2 separate regions of the Hordeum vulgare genome follow, and region 2 is linked to region 1. The links are chromatin contacts, called in public Hi-C maps. All regions are on one chromosome and are shown on one strand. Each heading gives the region's core, a stretch centred on a gene start, on an enhancer-like site or on the middle of the called end of the contact. The rest is flanking DNA. Distances are from core to core; before and after follow the strand shown.

Evidence for each region. Hi-C and Micro-C count contacts between places; a contact is called where the count stands out from the background.
Region 2: a contact with region 1 is called in a Hi-C map of seedling, with 4 times the contacts expected there. The contact joins the promoter of LOC123425593 here to the enhancer-like site in region 1. A contact is called at or near these places in 1 of 6 Hi-C or Micro-C datasets (seedling) and 1 of 1 datasets of contacts at active chromatin or transcription factors (embryo).

What each region holds. Positions count from the first base shown.
Region 1 is chr2H:145,357,367-145,362,940 of MorexV3_pseudomolecules_assembly, reverse strand. No RefSeq gene overlaps it. Among protein-coding and RNA genes, the nearest start is that of LOC123429814, 340 kb to the left of the region's middle. Within about 2 kb of position 2,685, at least 2 of the 3 cell types and tissues checked have open chromatin away from gene starts, as enhancers often do. A contact at or near this core is called in seedling, where this site is marked.
Region 2 is chr2H:146,163,149-146,168,786 of MorexV3_pseudomolecules_assembly, reverse strand. LOC123425593 (importin-5-like) reads right to left here and starts at 4,320. Exons shown (of 20, transcript XM_045109283.1): 1 at 2,997-4,320; 2 at 2,482-2,685; 3 at 1,327-1,431; 4 at 1,188-1,253; 5 at 895-1,059; 6 at 679-753; 7 at 455-606. The coding sequence starts at 4,250.

The DNA of each region.
Region 1 (5,574 bases), core at 1,436-3,935:
AAACAGGGTGGGCCGGCAGTACTTTCCTCGTCGACGGCCTGAGGTTCCGCGAGGTGCTCTAGACGAAAACGAGCATCCTGGTCGTCGAGCTGACATGGACCGACGCGTTAGGCCACCAGGCAACGAGGCGCCTATAAGTGCATCTAGTGCTCCTTAGTGATTTTGGTGGTTTGAAGACTTATAGGTTAAGAGACTAATATGTTTGTGAGTGTACACAAGCTCTATAAGTCACTGAGGAGTTTGAGTTATACGATGAATATCGACCCCTAAAAATGTATGACTTCGGGTAAAGCCTTTGGTCCTTCCTTGAAGACTTTGATCGCAAAGAAATTGCGATGAAATTGATATAACTCATGAAGATATTGAAATGAGGAATTTGGTGTGTCCTAAAGAAAACACTGTGAAGACTTTGAAGCGTGAGCATTTACTCTTTCTGTTTCATTTTCTTTAAACTTGAGTCAGAGGGACACCGTACTGTTAAAGGGGGTCGAAGGTAAAACTACGGAATGATTTTCCTCATGATGCTCAACCCAAGCCTAAATCTACCAAAGCCTCAAAGAGAGGAATATGAGAGACATGAGGACTTTCACAGTTGAAAGTTCCGACCGTTGCCGCGCCACGCGCCACCTCACTGATCTTATCCATCCAATGGTCACATTATTTAAGGGCATTTATGTCAAATCATGTCGGGATGCTCCCAGGATTTAAATAGCCACCCCCACAACTACTTGGTGGTTGGCAGCTCCGAGAGAAACTGACACTTGTCATATAGAGCAACCCAAATTACTCAGAGTCTTCGAGAGAAAATCAAGTGAGGAAATACCGCAAACACCAAACCCAATCTAAAACCAAGTGATTGAGCATCACAGAAGAAGTTGTTCCTGTGTGGAACTCAAGCCTGTTACCTTTGAGGACTGTGCATCCTCCACATGGTTAGGCATCACGGTCTAGAGCATCTAGCAGTCAATTGTGGATCGTCGGGTGACCGAGTTTGTGAGGGTTTGGAAGTCTGCCCTGAAGACTTACCACGAGTGTTGGCGCGAGGACTGTGTGTCCTTAGCTTAAGCAGAATACGATAGGTACTGTGTCTCCCGGTACTATGTGTCCTTTTGGTTTCAAGGCCAAGCCGCTCCGAACCAGACGTACAACTTTCACAACAATTGGAACTGGGTCATCAACACCTGACTTCATTAAGCTACAGGTTCTATTTCTTCAACTCTTTTATTTCCTCAAATGTATGTTGAAGACTTTCATCTGTGATGTTTGAAGAATTTGTCTGAAGACTTTCTTCAAATTTCCTCAACCTCAAATTCTTCACTTTAGTTAATCTTCACCTGCTTAATCTATACTTGTGAACTGTGCAAACCGAATCTCTTAAATTTCGTCTAGTACGTTGTTGTAGTCGTTTTTGCACTCCTGATCATGTGCTATTTCCGTTGCACTAAGTTCATAACTGAGGACTTTTCTCACAAGGAATTTTCTCAGTGATGAAATTCCAAAAATATCCTATCGACCCCCTCTAGTCGATATTACGCACTTTCAATTGGTATCAGAGAAAGGTACTCCCTTATTTTGTGTGATTTTGGTTTAACCACCTAGAGTTTTAGTTATGTTGACCGCATGCATGATCAAGGTTACTGCAGGATGTCCTACCTTCGAAGGAAAGGATTTACCCTACTGGAAAACCAAGATGCAAATGCATCTTCAAGCTATTGACAATGATCTCTGGTATATCACTACAAGAAATGAGTTCTTAAGATGTCGTTGATGAATTCGTCATAAATCTATGACGATTTCATCCGAGATTATCGTAAACCGTTTGAGGGGATCAAATCTACATATAAATTACGACGATGTGAGTCAAAAACGTCGTAACCGCATAAGATGAGATCGTCATAACTTTTACGACGATTATAAAAATGTCGTAACATGTTCTAACTATGTTGACATGTCACTCGTGGGTCCATTCTTTTGTACCTAGAAATGTTTTTCGAAAAAAACAAATAGCTGCAGTTCAAATTTGACCTGCTTCCAACTGGATTGGCAGAAAGTTCTATTTTTCACAAGAGGCGGATAAAAGCTTTTCGCACCCAACCATTTGGTCAATTGTATATTAAATATGTACTAGTATTTTAGGAAATTGATGGAGTTCAATTTTGCAATAAATATTTGGTAGGTTCTTCACAAAAAAACCATTTTTTCCACTCCAAAAATGATTAAAAATAGCTAGAAAGATCAGAAATGCATACAAATTGGTCCTCATCCATAGTGTTTCTCCAATGAAATATATACATGTGTACCTAAAAATGATTTTAGAAAATATAACAAGCAAACTATGAAGTAGTTGTACTTCAAATTTGACCCGGTTTATGTTGATTTGGTATAAGTTGGTTTAAATGGCCAAGAAATGCTAGAAAGATCGAAAATGCATACAAGTTGGTTATCATCCATAAAATTTTATATAACTTGAGTGAAAATTCTAGTGGCGACATTTTGCAAAATAATATTGGTAGCTGCTTCACAAACTGTTTGAAATGACATATTTTTCCAACCAATCAGAACACAAATTTCTATTCCCACGGATAACTCCATTATAACCGATGTGAACCGTCCATACCATAGAGTTCCAACGTCTCTCACTTACCTTTCCTAACACACGTTGGCCAACCGCAACCCTACCTCCATCCCTCCCGCAGTCCCGCGACCCAGCAGCAGATCCCCGCCGCTCCCATCCATCACGTCGCGACCCACCTTCCCCTTCCCAAATCTCGCCTCCGCGGCTCCAAGACTCGGCACTCGGCGCTCGGCGAGGGAGGCGCGGTGAGGAGGACGGGGATGGGGTGACTGTTGGACTGCTTCCGCGCGGTTGGCTAGTCTTCCGTGCGGCTCCAAGACTCGGCGCTCGGCGAGGAAGGTGCCCTCACGCTGGGAAGAAGAAGAGGAAGAAGACTCGTGAGACCACTCGATCTCCCCCAAACCCAGAGCCCACCTCGCCGTCTCCGGGCTCCCTCGACCTCGCCGGCGGCGTGACCCCGATGGGATCGACGACGGTCCGGCGCTTCGCGCGGTGGCGGCGGCGGCTGCCGCGTTCATCGCTCTCGCGGCCTTCGGATCCGCCTCGGCGTCCAAGACGCCGACGGCCTTCGTGAAATCCACCGTCAAGGCCCACGACGTCGTCATCTTCTCCAAGTCCTACTGCCCGTAAGCGCCCCTCTTCCTCTCCCTTCTCTCCTCCCCCACTCCTCGATCCGCTGCCTGTCCGCGCCGATGAACTGCGACCTTAGGATTTGGGTGTGGTTGCTCCCCGTCGCGCTCTAATCTAACGGCGGCGCTGTAGGGCATCTAGATATATTCTAGGGCCTTGCTTAGTGAATTCAGCCCCATGGCCTGGTCAAAAATTAATTTGGTCAAGGAACAGAGATATTAGTTTCTCTCTTGCAGGATTGCTGTAGTATGGTGATTTATCCATGTTCTGAACTTGGTCAAAATTGTTTGGATGAGGATGGAGCCAGAGGAACCGAGAGAATAGTCTCTCCTTTCCAGGATCCAACTGTAGTGTGGTGATTTCTTGCTTTCTTTTGTAGTACTAGTAAAACCTGAACCGAAACCTTTTGAACTATGAGAATGCAGATCCAGGCCTCGATCTGCTCTTATTTTTAGATCATCAGGAGGGCAAAAAGGCCCCCGGGTTCCATTGAAAAATGAAACCAGACTACATACAGAGTAAACAAAGTTATAGGAACATCGAAACAAACCAAGGGAAAATAACAGCCGAAGACATGCTCCATTACACAAAGACAGGACGGGGATTCACTTATACATTTTTGTTTTTGGCTAATTGGCTCCGTGTGGTTCGACTTTTCCTTTTTGGTGATGTACTTTAGAGAAATAATTCATAATTAACCTACTAATTCTTTTGGTGAACCAGCGGGGCGAATTGCCAGTTGATGCATTCAGACTATCTGCCCCTGCATGGATATTGTACATAGGGATATCTTCTGAGCCTGGTGGAGGGTAGGGCAGGTATTCCGCCGCATTTTCTCCTGCAACTCAACAATTTTAGGACCTGCTGTCTTATGGGAACTAGGGCTATAATTTCTCTTTCTTCTGCTTTTGAGTGTCCATCTAGGTAGCTCTAGATCTAGCTTTGGTAGCTGCAAACGAATGTTCTTCTTCCTCTTCTTTTGTTAGGGGGTATGTGGTCATGACAAACACATCATATAGGCACCAAGTTAGCCTCATATAACTGAAAATGGAAGATTTTGCTACTGCAATATTTTGCTCTGAGAGTTGGTGGCTAGCGCAATGCACTCCCATGTATCTCCATGTAGCTCTTAACAGTTCCATCAGTCTATAATAATGTACATTGATGTTCCATGATTGACTATTTCATAATACTAAACCACTTGGTATTTATGGTGCATACATAAGCATTGCTTTGAGAACCCGTTGTCAGAAAATTTGGATATTTGATAGTCAGGTTCACTTGCATTATTAACGGGCACTTTGCATGGGCGCGGCACCTCTGCCTACTAGTTCTTACATTATACTTCTCCTTCCTTTGCTCAGCTCAGTTTACATGAGCTGACGGTTAGTGTTTTTATGCTCGTCAATTGGCAATTGATAGTCATCCTGTTTATTACCTACCTCTCAGGTGTTGTTCTTTCTCTAGCTTTGACACATTGATGCTTGTTTAGTTCCTGTTATGTACTGTAGGCAGAATAAAAGAAACATCGGCATGGTTCTAAAATCTGTCTATTTGTTGCAGGCCCTGACAACATGGAGCACTTGAAGAGGATCGCCGAGTAGATGCAGAAGCAGGTTGCTGCTGCACGCGCACTGCAGGCGCCATCTAGCCCAAGGAGGAGAATGACTCGGAGTTTGGATGTATTATGTAAACCTGAAAGATGTATTATGTGAACCTGAGAGATATATTATGTGAACCTGGGAGATGTATTGTGTTATGTAAACTTGGGAGATGTATTATGTGATGTTATATGATGGATGATGTCACACCCTGTGTTTCACCATCAGTGTTTTGAGTTGCAAAAATCAGGGTTTGTTAAAAAAATTCTAATGATGTTGTGAATGCTATGAATGCCTTCTATGAATGTATGCTTGTTTTCTTATTGAACTAAACCCATGGTAAATTTATTTATTTAATTAAAATAAGTTTCCAAAACTCTTTTCTTTGACATCAGATCACCTCTACCTTGCTTGGGTTACACTACTAGCTCATGATGCCTAGTAGCACTCCCAACCAAAGTTGGTGATCTGAACTTAAATACTATTATTATTTGCCAAAAACATTGTTTAATGATTTAAAACATTATTTTTCTATTTTAAATGCATGTCTGTTTCTAAGGCCATGAATGATATTCCCACAAGGAAAAATGCTTCTCTGACTTAGAAAATTCTGAGAAAAATCATGGAAACTCAGAAGGATATATATTTTTCATACATAAGATTTTCAACCCTATTTTATATTATAATTATTTGAGTAAAACCCCGAAAACCATTCCTGTCTGTTTTAACCTTTTGAGATATTTCCAAAGAAAATATTCTCAATAAAAT
Region 2 (5,638 bases), core at 3,071-5,570, 800 kb before region 1:
TCATACGCAGTTAAAAGCAAAAAGCGATGGGGATAGTGGGTTAACATGCTCACACATGGTGTACAGGCAAATCAAGGCATGTAAACATTGCATGAACACTATAGCATATGTAACTTAAACCACTAGTTCATGTATTATGTGAATACTGGGGATATAAACAAACACGGAAGTTGTGCAAAAGACCTTACATGTAGAGAGCCGTACACTCTGAACCAGAAGGAGAACCACAATATGTAAGTTTTATTCTTCTTTGTGAAGGGTTTTGAGAAGTAGTATTCAATACAAAGTTGAAATAAACTTGTGTAGTATTTTTCAGAAGACTAAATTAACCACGTCAACAGCCTATATGGTGGTTTTCCAGATCAAGGGTGCCAAATTTTATCATCTGATTCTATTTCATCTGATTCTAGTTCAGTGGATTTCCTAAATGAATTGTTGAAAAGGTAACACAAACCTATCATCATCTGATTCTATTTCATCATCTGATTCGGCTGAAGTAATTGTAACATCAGGCTTCAGCTGAGCAGACTGAAGCAGTGGTGGCATAACAACATGCATGTAAGGAAGAAAATCCTGTCCAAGACATTTGCATAGCCTGGCCCAAGCCTGTCAGATGCAGGGAGATGGTTATAAAAATTCAAAATGCAATTACACTCAATTTTCTACTTTGAAGCATACCTGCAACATGTAGCTGGTTATCGGATCATCTGTTTCCATCGGAGTTCCTTGCAAAGCCATAAGCACTTCCATGACCTGCAAATTATCAGGTAAATTAGGAACAGCATGCCTTGGGAAAAATATAGCCATTCCAATAAAATGATGTCCAGCAGAAATTCAAGTGGGATATAAATGAATGTCCACTCTATAAAATTTGAGAAGAAAGGAGATGCTAACCTGCTTGGCATCATCCCTAAACTTATCCTTGCCTACAGCCATTCCAACAAGACTTATACACTCCATGGACTTGGCACGGAGCATCCTATTAGACTTGTCAGTTGCATTCATTAAAATAGCTTTCAGGTACGGCATAACAGCATCATAGTATTTCTTGAAGTGGTCCTGGAAAACAAAGTGTGTCATATGATGTTATAAAGTCATCATGATCAATTAGCTATAAATCATGAAAGAAGTGTTACAGCCATTATAGGTGAGATTGAACATAGCTGTTAAATTCCACAAGCAGTTACCTGTGATGAATCAGCTACTGATGCTAAAGCTGTCAATGCTCCCTCTTGCACCATTTGCTTACCATTCTGAAAACAACATGAAAGGTTAACATATTTTCTACCTGTACAAACAGTGACCCTAGGGAACTTAGATGCATACCTGGAGAAGAACAAGTAATTTGCTAACAATTCCATCCAGGTACGGTGTCAGAATTTCAGGCGTGCAATTCTCACTGAAATTCAAGATTGCAGACGCAGCATGTGCCTGTCGAGAAAGATAGTAGACACAATAAATCAATATTAGATTAGTAATTAAACCCTGATGTGCATAATACACATAGGTGTGCAAAATTTCTTGGCAATAACAGAAGTACAATGAAGTTCAAGAGAATGATAGCAAAATGCATGCAAAACATTAAAAAGAAGCAGTTTCAAAACACGGTAAGCTAAACACGAGACTTAGTGAGTTAATATAGTACTGCATGCAGGCCTTGTGCTTAGCAATTTCTCTGTTGCGCCTAGAAACAGTTTCTCTGTTGTGGATCCAAAATCCAGTCAGGTTATTCACGGGAAAATATTCAGAAAATATTTAAAAAATAATACTGATATTAATCAAGATGGAAATACAAAGGGGACAGCCAACCAGAAAAATGAAGGATATGGCCAGAATTTGAAATTTTTACATGAAATTTATTATCTACAGGCTTATTTACAAGTTAGAAGCATACTTCACAATAGTTGTGTGAGACACATTTCATTGAGATGCTTCACTTCATAGACTTGATAAGAACCATTTGGTAAGTAAATGTCAAGGCGGGTCTGACTAGGGCACATCTAGATGTGTCCTAGTTATTGAACATCTAAGTGACTCAAGCAAACATAAAAAAAGAAAAGAAAAAGAGAAAAGAAAATAGCCGCACGATCCCCCCCTAAAATCAATGGCATAGAACTTATTAGATGTGCAGTACTTATGAACATCTAGATGTGCAATACTTAAGGCACATCTAGATGTGCTTTAGCAAGATTGGTGTCAAAGTATCAAATGTACAACAGATAGCACAAAAAAACTAGAGAATACAAAGGAGATTTATGTTTTTGTGACCTATCTCAACATGATAAAGGAATACCTAATAATTTGTTACAACTAGAGCACAAATAGATTGAGTTCTTTATCTGGTGAAGAATGTCTGGAGCATAAAGGAAGTATGTTTCTCAGCGACATAAGCACTAAAAAAACTTAAAAACTCATTACAAATAAAAATAAGAATTTTCGGAGTCAACTGATCGAGTTTGATGCTAGTATTTCAACACTTGCCTGCACCCGCGGATTCTGAAAATCGTCCATGGCGTTAGCCAATGCAGGCAGCACCTTCTGGTGGTATTGAACCTGCAAGTCTGGGCCCAAATCTGTAGACAGCTGACCGATGGCATTGATTGCAGCCCACCGCACACGTGGATGAGGGTGTTGGAATCCATTCAGTATCATCGAAACCACCTGCTCCAAGTTTTTAAGCATAACCTGACGGCAACAAACAGCAATTGGTGAGGAGATGATCTGCTTTGGTTATTTCCTACTTGCAAAAATGATAGAAGGAAACACATTTTTGTGGTATAATGCAAGCGAAAATGTTTTACAGGCATGGCAACTCAGAATTTGTAAATGAGGGGATAAGGTAAAAGTATGGAACCACTATCTTGTTTCCATATTACTAACTTGATTTCTAGTTCAGCAATGTTAATGAATGGACATTTCTTTTAAGCATTGCAACGAGGTTTTGAAGTAACAAACTATTGCAAAGGTAATCAAAAGGTCAGGGTTATTAGGCTAACCTTTGCGCATCCTTCTGCAATCTGTGCAAGCGTGATGAGCGCAGCATGGTGCTTCTGCCACTCTGGAGCAGAAAGATATTGTGGAAGCAGCTCAGATGCAATCGGCACGACTGCATTCCCACCAATGGCAATGGCAAGGCGGTCAAGGCACTCCTGCGCCACTCCATAGTTGTTCCCTTCACCTGCATCTTCATCCTCGGTTTCCGCAGTGTGCCAGGAAGGGTCATCCTCTACATCAAGCAACATCTGCATAAGTACTTGGAAGAGCCTGCCAACAAACTGTGGGAGCCGGCGCATCATTCCTGGTGCACGCTCCCTGGCCTCAGCAAGAGTAATGACAAACTCGACAGCCAGGTGCCTAGTTCCATCCTCCAACTGTGCAGCTTCCGCTATTTGCAGCATTGCTCCTGCCACATCGGCAATTTGTCGCCGCAGGAACCTTGGCTCTGCACCAGCCAGCTCGACAAGCAGCTCCAGTGCCTCCTGCGCAGATGCCTCCTGGGCCGAGTTGAGGCAATCCGTGAGCGCCCTCATCATGGCAGGCAGCAAATCCTGCATCTTATCTCTGTCCGAGTTAGTGGGCAGGCACTGAACGAGATTGACGGCGGCGCTCAGCGCGGCGATGCGAACGTCAGGCGACGTCGGGTGCGCCAGGGCAGACGCTAGAAGGTTGTGGATGGTCATCAAATGGTCGAGGAGAGACTCGGCGATGTAATCGGCGAGGCGCGCGAAGATGAGCAGCGCCGACTCCTGCAGGTTTGGCGCCTCGGGGGTAGAGGCGGCGCGGAAGAGAAAGGGCAGCAGCTCGGCCCAGGTGTTCTCCGGGAGGAGGAGCGTGGCGAGCTCGGATATGGCGTCGCAGACCTTCTTGGCGATGGGCTTGGGGGGGTCGGACTGGAGCGCGGCGAGGAGGTGGGCCTTGAGCGCGGCCTGGCCGTCGGGGGAGAGGAGGGGCCAGAGCGGGGGCGGCGCGGCGGCGGAGGAGTCGGAGGAGGAGGTCGGGGAGAGGAGCTTGCGGAGGAGGACGGCGGCCATGGCGCGGAGCTCGGCGGGGGTGGCCGGCGCGGCGAGCGAGGAGGCGAGGCGCAGCGCGAGGGGCTCCGGGTGGGAGCCGCGGAGGCGGTGGAAGGCGGCCTCGGCGGCGGCGCGGTCGGCGTTGGAGGCCGACATGAGCGTGGAGAGCAGCGCGTCGAACGCCGCCGGGTCGCCGCCCAGCAGCGCCGCGGCCGCGGCCTGGTCCTCGGCGGACGCCATCGGATCGGGTCGGCGGCTAGGGTTTTTGCGGGAGGAGGCGGCGGGAATGTGGAAGGGAGGGTGGACAGAGGACGCGACGGGCGCTCGGGATGGGTTTAATAATATATGGGTAGGGTTTGGGGAGGTGCGGCTCGGCCGCTCGGTGGTGGGGCAGAAGGAGACGAGGACGGAGCAAGGGGTTTGGTTTGGTTTGGTTTGGTTGGGCGGGTCGAGCTGGATTGGGTCCGGTCCGGGCGGGAGGGAGAGGTTTGGGTTCGGACGGTTTCGCGGGATTCCTTACTCCTGTCTGCCTGCCTCGCTGCTTTTGATTATTCCCTCGGTTTTATGTCCAGTCGAGTCGAGTCGCGTCTGGGAACTGGGATGAATTTCGTTCGTTCATTCTTCCTGGGATTTGCTTCTCGGGGCGCGCTCCCTACTTGCAGCGAGGCCGCCGTGCTGCGCGCGAGGTGAGCTGGGGATGGAATGGAAGGGAGTGATTGGCCATTGATGGGTACAGCCAGGCGGCCAGGTTCCATCGCACGCAGCGTCATGATTGATCGCGTGGTTGGTGACAGGGAAGACAACTGGCGCCTCGTAGATGGCTAGCTTGGGGATTTCCTTTACCTAAAATACACGAGCGTGCAATATCATGATTTATAGAAAAAAGAGGGTGAAGAGCCCCTCTACAAAGTTTACATCATTACTAGGCTTAGAAGAGCCTCACATCATTCACGCTACGCTGCAATAAAAGCAACTATTCGTCACTAACCTGCCTATATAATTCACTAAAAAGGAACTTTAGGTGATCCTTAAGCAGGTCCGCCGACTTCCACACGCGACCTTCACGATCAATGTTGCGCAGTGTTGTTTAAAATGGTGGTGTTTCGCCGTCAAAAACAATTGCATTGTGATGCTTTCACAATACTCATAAATATAAAGTGATGATCGCCTTGAGGTCTTTCGGTGTACAATGGGTCCCCACCCGTGTGGAGCACCATTCCACCAAGTCGTCTTCTATCGTTGGCGCCTGTCCGGGAGCCTCATGGCACTCCAAACCCAGAGTCATAGTGTACGTGTGAAAGAGCGTTATATCGACTAGAGGGGGTGAATAGGAGATTTTTAGAATTTCATCACTGAGGAAATTCCTCACAGATGACTAACTTACAGCGGAAACAGTTAAGGATCAGTTGTGCAATCGTTCAAGACAGCAGTATTACAGAGTGAAGATTATGAAAACAGATTGCACAATAAGCAGGCACGCAGAATACAGATGATGATTAACTCAAGTGAAGAATTTGGGGTTGAGGAAATTCACAGAAAGTCTTCAGCAAATTCTTCAAACAGTCGCAGTGAATGTCATCAACACATAATACAGAGAATGTAAAGAGTTGAGGAATTAGAACCCGATT